Regions from separate parts of the Mus musculus genome. Here region 1 is linked to region 2. The links are chromatin contacts, called in public promoter capture Hi-C maps. All regions are on one chromosome and are shown on one strand. The core of a region is the stretch at or near the end of the contact, and the rest is flanking DNA. Distances in the headings are between cores, read along the strand shown. Region 1 holds the start of Atg4b (autophagy related 4B, cysteine peptidase). Region 2 overlaps Farp2 (FERM, RhoGEF and pleckstrin domain protein 2).

The links. Promoter capture Hi-C pulls out the DNA fragments that hold promoters and counts their contacts.
Region 1: a promoter capture Hi-C map of the HPC-7 cell line shows a contact between it and region 2, with 2.7 times the contacts expected there. The contact joins the promoter of Atg4b here to the enhancer-like site in region 2. A contact is called at or near these places in 18 of 39 promoter capture datasets (the 3T3-L1 cell line, 3T3-L1-derived adipocytes, the C10 cell line and 14 more), 5 of 115 datasets of contacts at active chromatin or transcription factors (bone marrow-derived macrophages, embryonic stem cells and intestinal villus epithelium) and 3 of 9 other capture datasets (adipose tissue, liver and pancreatic islet).

Annotation. Positions count from the first base shown.
Region 1 is chr1:93,753,244-93,757,739 of GRCm38.p6, reverse strand. Atg4b (autophagy related 4B, cysteine peptidase) reads right to left here and starts at 2,835. Exons shown (of 13, transcript NM_174874.4): 1 at 2,686-2,835. The coding sequence starts at 2,695. Thap4 (THAP domain containing 4) reads left to right here and starts at 2,902. Exons shown (of 6, transcript NM_025920.3): 1 at 2,902-3,283. The coding sequence starts at 3,207.
Region 2 is chr1:93,610,266-93,614,491 of GRCm38.p6, reverse strand. It overlaps Farp2 (FERM, RhoGEF and pleckstrin domain protein 2), which reads right to left. Exons shown (of 27, transcript NM_145519.2): 20 at 2,032-2,100; 21 at 1,285-1,374. Among named protein-coding and RNA genes, the nearest start is that of Stk25, 23 kb to the left of the region's middle. Within about 2 kb of position 1,316, at least 1 of the 459 cell types and tissues checked has an H3K27ac peak or open chromatin away from gene starts, as enhancers often do. A contact at or near this core is called in the HPC-7 cell line, where this site is marked.

The DNA.
Region 1 (4,496 bases), core at 1,586-4,085, 140 kb before region 2:
AACAATATACAGACTAAGCAGATTTTATTTATATACTAAGGAATACAGGCACACGCACACACAGTGCAAGGAGGAAATGTCTGGGAGGGGCTTGAAGAAGAAAGGGGAAAGGGAAATATGATGTGATTATGTTTTAATCTCAAAAGATAAATACAAATTATATAAGAAAAATGTTGGGTTTTTAAAAAATCCCATAGCAAGTCTGTTAAATTTCACATACTCATCTCAAAACCTCCCAAGGAGTCCTACTCAGAATAAACTTGTGAGTCCTCACAGTGACCCAGCAAGGATTCATGACTGAACCTAAATCATCTTTCACCATCTTTGGTGAAACTTAAACAACAACAACAAAAACCTAAACTGGGTGTGGGAGGAGGGAGGTAGCACATGACTTTAATCTCAGCACTCTGGGGCAGGGCAAGCAGATCTCTGAGTTCAAGGCCAGCCTGACCTACAGAGTGAGTTCTAAGACAGCCAGAGCTGCACAGAAACCCATCTCCAAAACCAACCAACAGTGTAGGCACATGTCTGCATGTGGGCATGTGAGTGTGGTGCCCTAGGCACTGGGTCCCCTGGACTAGAGTCCCGGGGATTATGGGCTACCTAACATAGGTACTAGGAACTGAACTGGTCTTCTAGAAGACCAGTAAGTTAGTTCTCTAACCACTGAACCATCTCTCCAGTCCTCCAGCTCACTGAACTCCTGGGGCATGAACCTCCATGCCACTTTGTTTTTGGTTTAGTTTTTGGTTTAGTCTCGACAAGAATGTACTTTCACAGAGCATGGGGTAGGTGTACTTAAGATGGGATGGAGGGGAGTAGGGGAAGGGGAAAATAATGAATTATCCAAAAAAACCTTTAAATATGCTTCCAAAGTGAGATTTGTTTTTGTCCATCCTGCTACAGTTCCAGTCACCTATAACCTAGCCCACATCACTCTCCCATATAAGCACCATCCAGGCCTATATACTTCTGGTCTCCTGTAGAGAATGTCAGGGGCCTCAGACAGCATTTCTTTTCCTTTGTCCATTTTTCTAGTCCAATGTCTAGATTGAAACTCCTGATACCCAATAACAAATGTAGTTTATAAAAAGATCAAGGTAGGTAGGGCAGGATGGCTCACACTTTTTAAGTCCAGCACTTCAAGGCCAGCCTGATCTACATCCTGAGTTCTAGTACAGTGAGGGTTTTGTGGAGAGATACTGCTGAGAGAGAAAGAGAGAGAAAACACACAAACACAGCACACACAATTATAAGAATAACCAGAAGCAACATTACAAGGGTGGTGGGAGATCAGAAGGTAGATCATAAAATGCCACCCAGAATTATATCAGGAGAAAAATTGCACCATCATACTGTATTTAAAAAAAAGTGTTTTATCACCATTAACACAAGTCTTCAAACACAGATGTCTTTTGAGTTTGATCTCACAGCAGCATTAAACACCCACTTAATTTCAGCATTGGGGATGTACAAGCAAGCAGATATATTTCTGTGAGTCTTGGGTCAGCATGGTCTACATATTAGACAAGACTAAACAGTGAGGCCTTGTCTTTAAAAAAAAAAGTGGGGGAGAGGATAATTAAGTAATTCAATGTATTATCCCATTCCACACCTCCAAGAGGCACTGTGGTGTGACAGCTTCAGTTATTCATTCTAAAAAAAAAAAAAAAATGAATTATCTTAAAAAAATATACACCTGGCTCATGCATCTTGGGGAGTCAACGTTCCTGCTTCCTCCAGCTACGGATGCCATAAACTGCTGAAATGTGTATTAACTGTAGGCATTACTCCCAAGTAAGAGCCGACTACTTCTCTAACACAGCTGTCAGAAGAAAACCATCAAAAGCAACGCCATTCAAGAAAAGTACAATGAAATCAGGTAGCAGGACTCCTTCACAAAGGAGTGGATTCTTGAAGGCAGGTCGCTCTTAAATTAAAAAAAGGAAAAAAGAAAAAGAAAACCAAAAAAAAAAAAAAAAACCCGCTAACGCTGCTGAGGGAATGAGAGAACCTCTGTTGGGGGTGGGGTGGGGTGGAATGGGGTGGGGTGGGTATTTTTAGGGCTATTAGCAAACAACTTATTTGATAGATTTGCATCTCCAAGACTTCTGGCCAACATAAACAAAGAACCGCACTCTCCAGCTTCAGAAGCAAGAGTCAGTTAAAAACAAACAAACAAACAAACAAACAAAACCCACCCACACTTAACCCAGTATTAGGACCTCAAGAAGTCAAAGTAGCATGTGACTGATCCGCTGTCAGAACAGGAGCGGGGCTCACCTACACAGGTTATTGAACTTCAAAGACAAAAGATGTGCATGTTGTGGTAGCTGGACCAGCGGCCAACAACTTGACAGAAGTTAAAGAGGTCGGCTCTTCAATGGACACCGCAAGGCCCACCCTCGCGGCGCACCGGTCCTCTCCGGGCACCAGGGTGCCCGCGTCCTGATGCGTCCCTCAGACTCCCTGCCCTCACGCCCGCAGCCGCGAGCCCACAGGCTGGGACGCTCCCCGAGGGCCGCGGCCGAGCGCCGGAGGCCGAGGCGCTGACGAGTGGCCCCGCGAACCCGGTACTGAGCGCTGCGGGGAGGCGCGGCCCGCCCAGCCCAACACACCGGCCTCCGCCCCAGCGGGCGGCCACGGGAGCCCGCCCGCGACAGGGCAGGCGTCCGCCCTCCTTACCTGCGTCCATCTTCCCTGTCCGGCTGCCGACTGACCGTGCCGTCGCTCCGACGGACTACTGCGCGACACGGCGACGGGAAGCCGCGGCAGCCAAGCGCGGCGCAGCGGAAGCGCGGGCGTCGCCATCTCGCCGTACGGCGGTGGGCACGCGGGGGGTGGGGCCTCGGCGCGTGTGGTTCCTAACCGGACGCGGCCGCCCCGCCCCCGGCCCGCGCCGCCGCTTCGGAACACCCGGGAGCCGGCCCGAGCTGCGCTCCTCCGGCGCCGCCATCTTTCCGTACAGACAGCCACCCGCGCATGTCTCGGTACGGACTCACCGCCCGCTGCGGCCGCGACGCCGGCGCCGTGGCCGGGCAGTCCGAGCGCAGCGTGGTGCGGGCGGCAGCGCGCAGCCATCTTGCCGTACGGCTCGGCCGCGGCCCACGTCCCGAGCTGTGTCGCCGCGCTCCCTCGGGGCGGGTCGGGCCAGCGGGCGGGCGGCAAGGATCGGAGCCTGGCGGCGCTCACGACCGAGGCCCGCAATGGTGATCTGCTGCGCGGCCGTGAACTGTTCCAACAGGCAGGGCAAGGGCGAGAAACGCGCTGTCTCCTTCCACAGGTACGCGGCCCGCCTCCGGGTCCGCCACGCCCCCGCCCTGGCCGGGGCCCGCGGGGAAACTGAGGCCGCGCGGCGGGCCGAGCTCCGGGGACCGGGAGTGGGGGGCCGGCTAACCGAGGGTAACTGTGGGAGGTGGACGGGTCGTGGAGCTTTATGACCTTGGCTTGGACCGCCGGCTTTGGGGACCAGCACGGCCATGCCTCGGGCAGAGCGGCCGGAGGCCCCCTCCGCCACCTCCACCAACGGGCGTCGCACTGATTTGGGCTGGCCCTGCCAATTTCAGGAGTATTCTGCAAGGGCGCCTTCTCAGGTTAATCCTGATCTTTGCTTTCGGGCAGTTCTCCACTCTTGCCTCGGCGGGGCAAGCCCGCCCGGAGGTGTGTGGCAGGAGTGCGGCCCGGCGCACGCAGCTCTACTTCCTGCATCCATAGCCCTCATCGCCTTCCTATGGGGTCCTGCGGCCCAGGCACTGGCACCGATCACCTCCCGCATCCTGCACTCTGGCAGAGGCCCGGGGGATGACCGTGGAAAGGGCTTTCCAGGGGGTTCTCGGTGGCCCTTGTGCGGGCCGCGCCTTCCAAAGGCTTTCGAGACTCCCTCAGTTGGTCCTCTCCTGTGATTTCCAACAGGAGTGAACAGCGAGCGAAGGGACTCTGCCTTGGAAGTCACTTCGCACATCCTGCCACCTCTTAGTACTTGGTGTTAAAATTTAAAGATGGGAATGGCACGTATCTGTTGAAAGTTCACAGGGTTACATTAAGTCTCCAGTCCTTAAGACCTGGTTCAAAACAAAACCTAGTAACGTTAAACAATCTTACAAGTCAACCAGAATGTTTCCGTAACAATTTCACATAGAACATGCCCCAGAAGTTTTGTTAACAGTTGAAAATGAGGCAGTGTTGCAAGGACTGATGTTGGCTTCCCCATGTTCTAACATGGTATATGGGTAGACAGTGCCCAAATTGGGGCGGGGAAACTCCAGAAATCTAGCTCACTAAACACTGATAAAGGTTATAAGATCACATTGCTTACAACGTCCAGATCCATCCTATTAAGGCCAGTCTTGGTCCACAGCAGGTTCCTCGAGACTGGAAAAGCTCAGGTGGAGCTCTGAGCACCTGAGAAAGCCTACCATGTGTAGTCAGTTTGGTCTCACAAATCTTGCCTTAAGTGACCATTAAATAGCTTCATTAGATGAGGGAAGAAATTACTA
Region 2 (4,226 bases), core at 67-2,566:
AGAGGCCTGCTGAGTCAGTAAGAGGGACCTAGCTTGCTGCTGCAGCAGTAGACACCACCACAGCGGGCGGTGGGAGGGGAGAGGAGAGGACCACAGCACTGAGATGTCAGGGACCATGGAGAAATGCTCACTGCCCTTGCCTTCCATGTCTCCGGGACAAGTTTCAGGCCAGGTCCCAAGCTCTACATGAAAGAAGACAGCCTCTAGATCTTCCTGACTCTCTGATTTTAATTGGGTTTTAATTTTGTTTCCGAAATTTGTTTTGAGATTTCTTTTTAATGTGTATGGACTTGTGCCTACATGTATATCTGCATCACATGCATGCCGTGCCTATAAAGACAATAAGAGGTGTTGGATCTCCTGGAATTAGGGTTACAGGTGGTTGTTAGCTGCCATGTGTATGCTGGGAATCAAGTACTGAGCCTTCTCCAGCCCTTCTTTTGTTTTTTAAAGATTTATTTTTATCCATGTGTGTGTGTGTATCTGTGTGAGAGTACCCATAGATGGCATTAAGTTCCTTGGTTATAGGCAGTTGTGAGCTGCCTGACATGGGTGCTGGGAACTGAACTTGTGTCATCTGGAAGAGCAGTGAGCACTCCTAAAAACCACTGAGCCATTTCTACAGCCCTTAACCAGGGTTTTCATTAACACCCAAAGACAAAGTTGATAAACTGGATTATGTTAAGGTCCAGTGGTTATCCCATTTCAGACATGTTTATAGATACATATGCAGGCTCCTAGCAACTTTGAATCACACATAGTCCAGTGAACACAGGCCTTGTGTCTGTCCATGGGACAGGTGTTTTTGGATGAGATTCTTAAACTACATGGTACATGAAACAGCTGACTACCAAAACTGATTCCAAGTTGTGGGGAAAGTAGGCATACTGTCAGGAGCTAAAGGAGACCATGGCTAGAGTCTAGACAGACATGAGGAGACATGAGGGAACGCCTTCCGTCCCATGTAGGTGGGAATTACCACCCATCAGGTTCTACCGGGGTTCAGACCTCAGCTTGACTGGAGACCAGCCTGTCTGTGCATAGCCCATTGCCCCACACAGGCTGACCCAGAAAGCTGCCCATTGGCTGAATATGGTGCATTCTGGTGTTCAGGAAGAACAATAGCCTTGAGGAATTGAGGCAAAGATCCAACAGATTTCCTTAATATGTGGCCTGCTCACCATTGGAAAAATCCCACAGACTTGCAACTGTATGTGAGAGGTGGGATGGAAATCCAGCCCAGTACCTAAAAGACAAACCTCAGGCGAGCCCGATGACACTCACCAGCATGCCACGGAGTGGAAGGAAGCCACGGATCCGGAAATGACTGGCTCCTGTGACACTTTTGCTTGTATACAGCAACATATCTGAGAACTGGAGGAGGGGAAGCCTTTTAGATAAGTGAACTTTACAAACAAGGGACAAAGTTTCAATGTAAGTATAGTTTGACTCTGATGACTATAGACGGCCATTATGTTTTTACCATATCTATGCAAGTTACTGGAGATTGCTGGAAAAAAAAGATCACTCCTTGATCCTTTTTGACCAGATGTATGTAGCAGCCACATGAGCCAGCAGAATTGGGGGGCAGCCACTAGCCCCTCTAGTCTGGCCTAGCTAGTAGGAACAGCCAGGTCTGGCTGGTGCAGTCAGCTTCTCACCTGCATGAATCAGGTCTGGGGCACTTGGAAAGAAAGCCTGGGAAGATGAGGACATATGGTCAGGTCCTCTGTTCCCATGTTCTTAGGCTAGCATTGAGACCCCTGGCTGTCACTGGGCCACCAGCACATCTCTATAGGCCATCCTGATGATGGCTCTGCTTGTTCTCCCAGAATGTGGGATAGGACCAAACAGGCCAGGGTAGGCTGCTTCCTGTCCCTCCTGATTCCCCATGTGACTGTGAGCTGTCATCTGGGATGAAGTTTCTTAGGGCTGGGGTGGTAGTCAGGGGGACAACTCTCCTGACAAAACTACATCCACTGATTCCTCCCCAGACTGGAGATGCAGTTTGGGGTACAGTGGGAAACATACCAGAAAAAACATCCTCTGTTGCAGGCCCTTCTTGGTGAGCTTGTGCAGGCAGCCCTCACGGATAAACTCCTGAAAGACAATTAGGGTCCGGTGAACGACAGTGCAACAGTCATGTGCTAGCTGGGCCATAGGTCATGGTGGCCAACAGCACACTCTAGCTTGCTTGCTCGCTCGCTCATATATACATGTGATAGTGGACGTGTGGAGGCCAGAAGATATCCCTTTGGTCTAGTTTTCTCCTGCAACTTTGTGGGATCTGAGGATTAAACAGACCTACACAAAGCACTTCTCCCTGCTGAGCCATTTTGCCAGCCCCTTCTGGCTTCTAAAGCCCCGCTGAATGACAGCCCTCTGGGGGAGTCACCCTACCTTCAATAGTGCCTCTAGTTACCAGAGGCCTATTCTGGGACCATCTTAGTCCTCAGTTGTCTATCTGGCCCAAGACAAGGATACCAAGAGGGCCAGTCTATCAGAGAGACATTTGGGAGACTGAGTCAGAAAGTGTCCATCTGAGTTCTGCCGTGGGAAAAGCTGGGCAGAAGCAGGTATGAGAAAGGGAAAGTCTCCATAAACACTATTGGGTGGTGAGAGTTGACTACCTTGCACTGGGGTATTGAATAAAGAACAAGAACCTAATGCCACACAGGCTTAGAATGTCAAGGAGCCACATATGGTGGTATGTGCCTTTAACACCTGCACTCAGGAGGCAGAGGCTTGTGGATCTCTATAAGTTCATGGCCAGCCTGGGCTACATAGTGAGTTCCAGGCCAATAAGAAAAAAATGATGGAAGCCCCCATGGGTGCAGCCCGGCATATACCAAATAAGGCACAGAAAGACTTTACGTGCTCACTGACATAAGATGAAGAAACAGCCCCTAGGAGAATAGTTCCCTAGTCGGCAGAAAGGTCTACCACCCTATATGGGAACTTCTGTAGTACTTAGTACTTAGTAGGGCCAGTTACTAAGCTTTCTTACTCCAGTCCTTATGTCAACAGTACTGAGTCATCTGGTGACAGTGTACAGCCAAGAGACACACCAGCCCTTGGAACAGAACTGCAAGTCCAGAAAGAAGCCCACATATCTATAAGGCTTTTTATTTTTTTATAAGGAGGACAAGACCATTCTACAGATGTGCCAGGCCAGCCTGATATCCATGTGAAAAAGCCTGTAATCCCTCACTCAGGAGGTGGAGGCAGGAGGACAGAAAGACAATAAATTCAAGGTCATCCTTAAATATTCAGTGAATTTGAGGCCAGCCTAGGTTACATGAGTCCCTGCCAAAGAAAAATAGAAAAAGAAAAACAAAAACTATTAGAAGAAAAATAAATAGGTGCAAAATCTTAGGTTAGAAAATATCTTCTGGTGTATGACACCTAAGTTACAAACAAGTACAGACAACTTGAATGTCATTAAAATTAAGAGTTTTCATATTATAAATGGCATAATCCATGAGGGTAAAATGACAACTCAGAGAGGGGAGGAAACATTAGAAGCATTGTTTGGTTGCTTTCATTCCAGACTTCTGAGATGGCATCTCACGATGCAGCTAAACTGACCTCAATATCAAGGTCTTCCTGCCTCAGCTCCAAGTGCTGGGATTACAGATGTGAACCACCATCCCTGCTAGTGTGCATGCGTTTCCTTTAGTCTTCCAGTACCTTATGGGGGTGGCTCTCCCAACACTCCATTTACCAGAATGGTCACTGACTACTATTGGGTCTTGGGCTTCTTTTTCTTTCTTTCTTCCTTTCCTTTCCTTTCCTTTCCTTTCCTTTCCTTTCCTTTCCTTTCCTTTCCCTTTCCCTTTCCCTTTCCCTTTCCCTTTCCCTTTCCCTTCCCCTTCCCCTTCCCCTTCCCCTTCCCCTTCCCCTTTCCCCTTCCCCTTCCCCTTCCCCTTCCCCTTCCCCTTCCCCTTTCCCTTCCCCTTCCCCTTTTCTTTCCTGTCCTGTCCTGTCCTGTCCTGTCCTGTCCTGTCCTGTCCTGTCCTCCCTCCCTCCCTCCCTTCCTGATATATGTATTTTATATATGTGAGTACACTCACTGTCTCCAGACACACCAGAAGAGGGCATCAGATCCCATACAGATGGTTGTGAGCCACCATGTGGTTGCTGGAAATTGAACTCAGGACCTCTGGAAGAGCAGTCAGTGCTCTTAACCACTGAGCCATCTCTCCAGCCCCCTTGGGAGTTTCTTT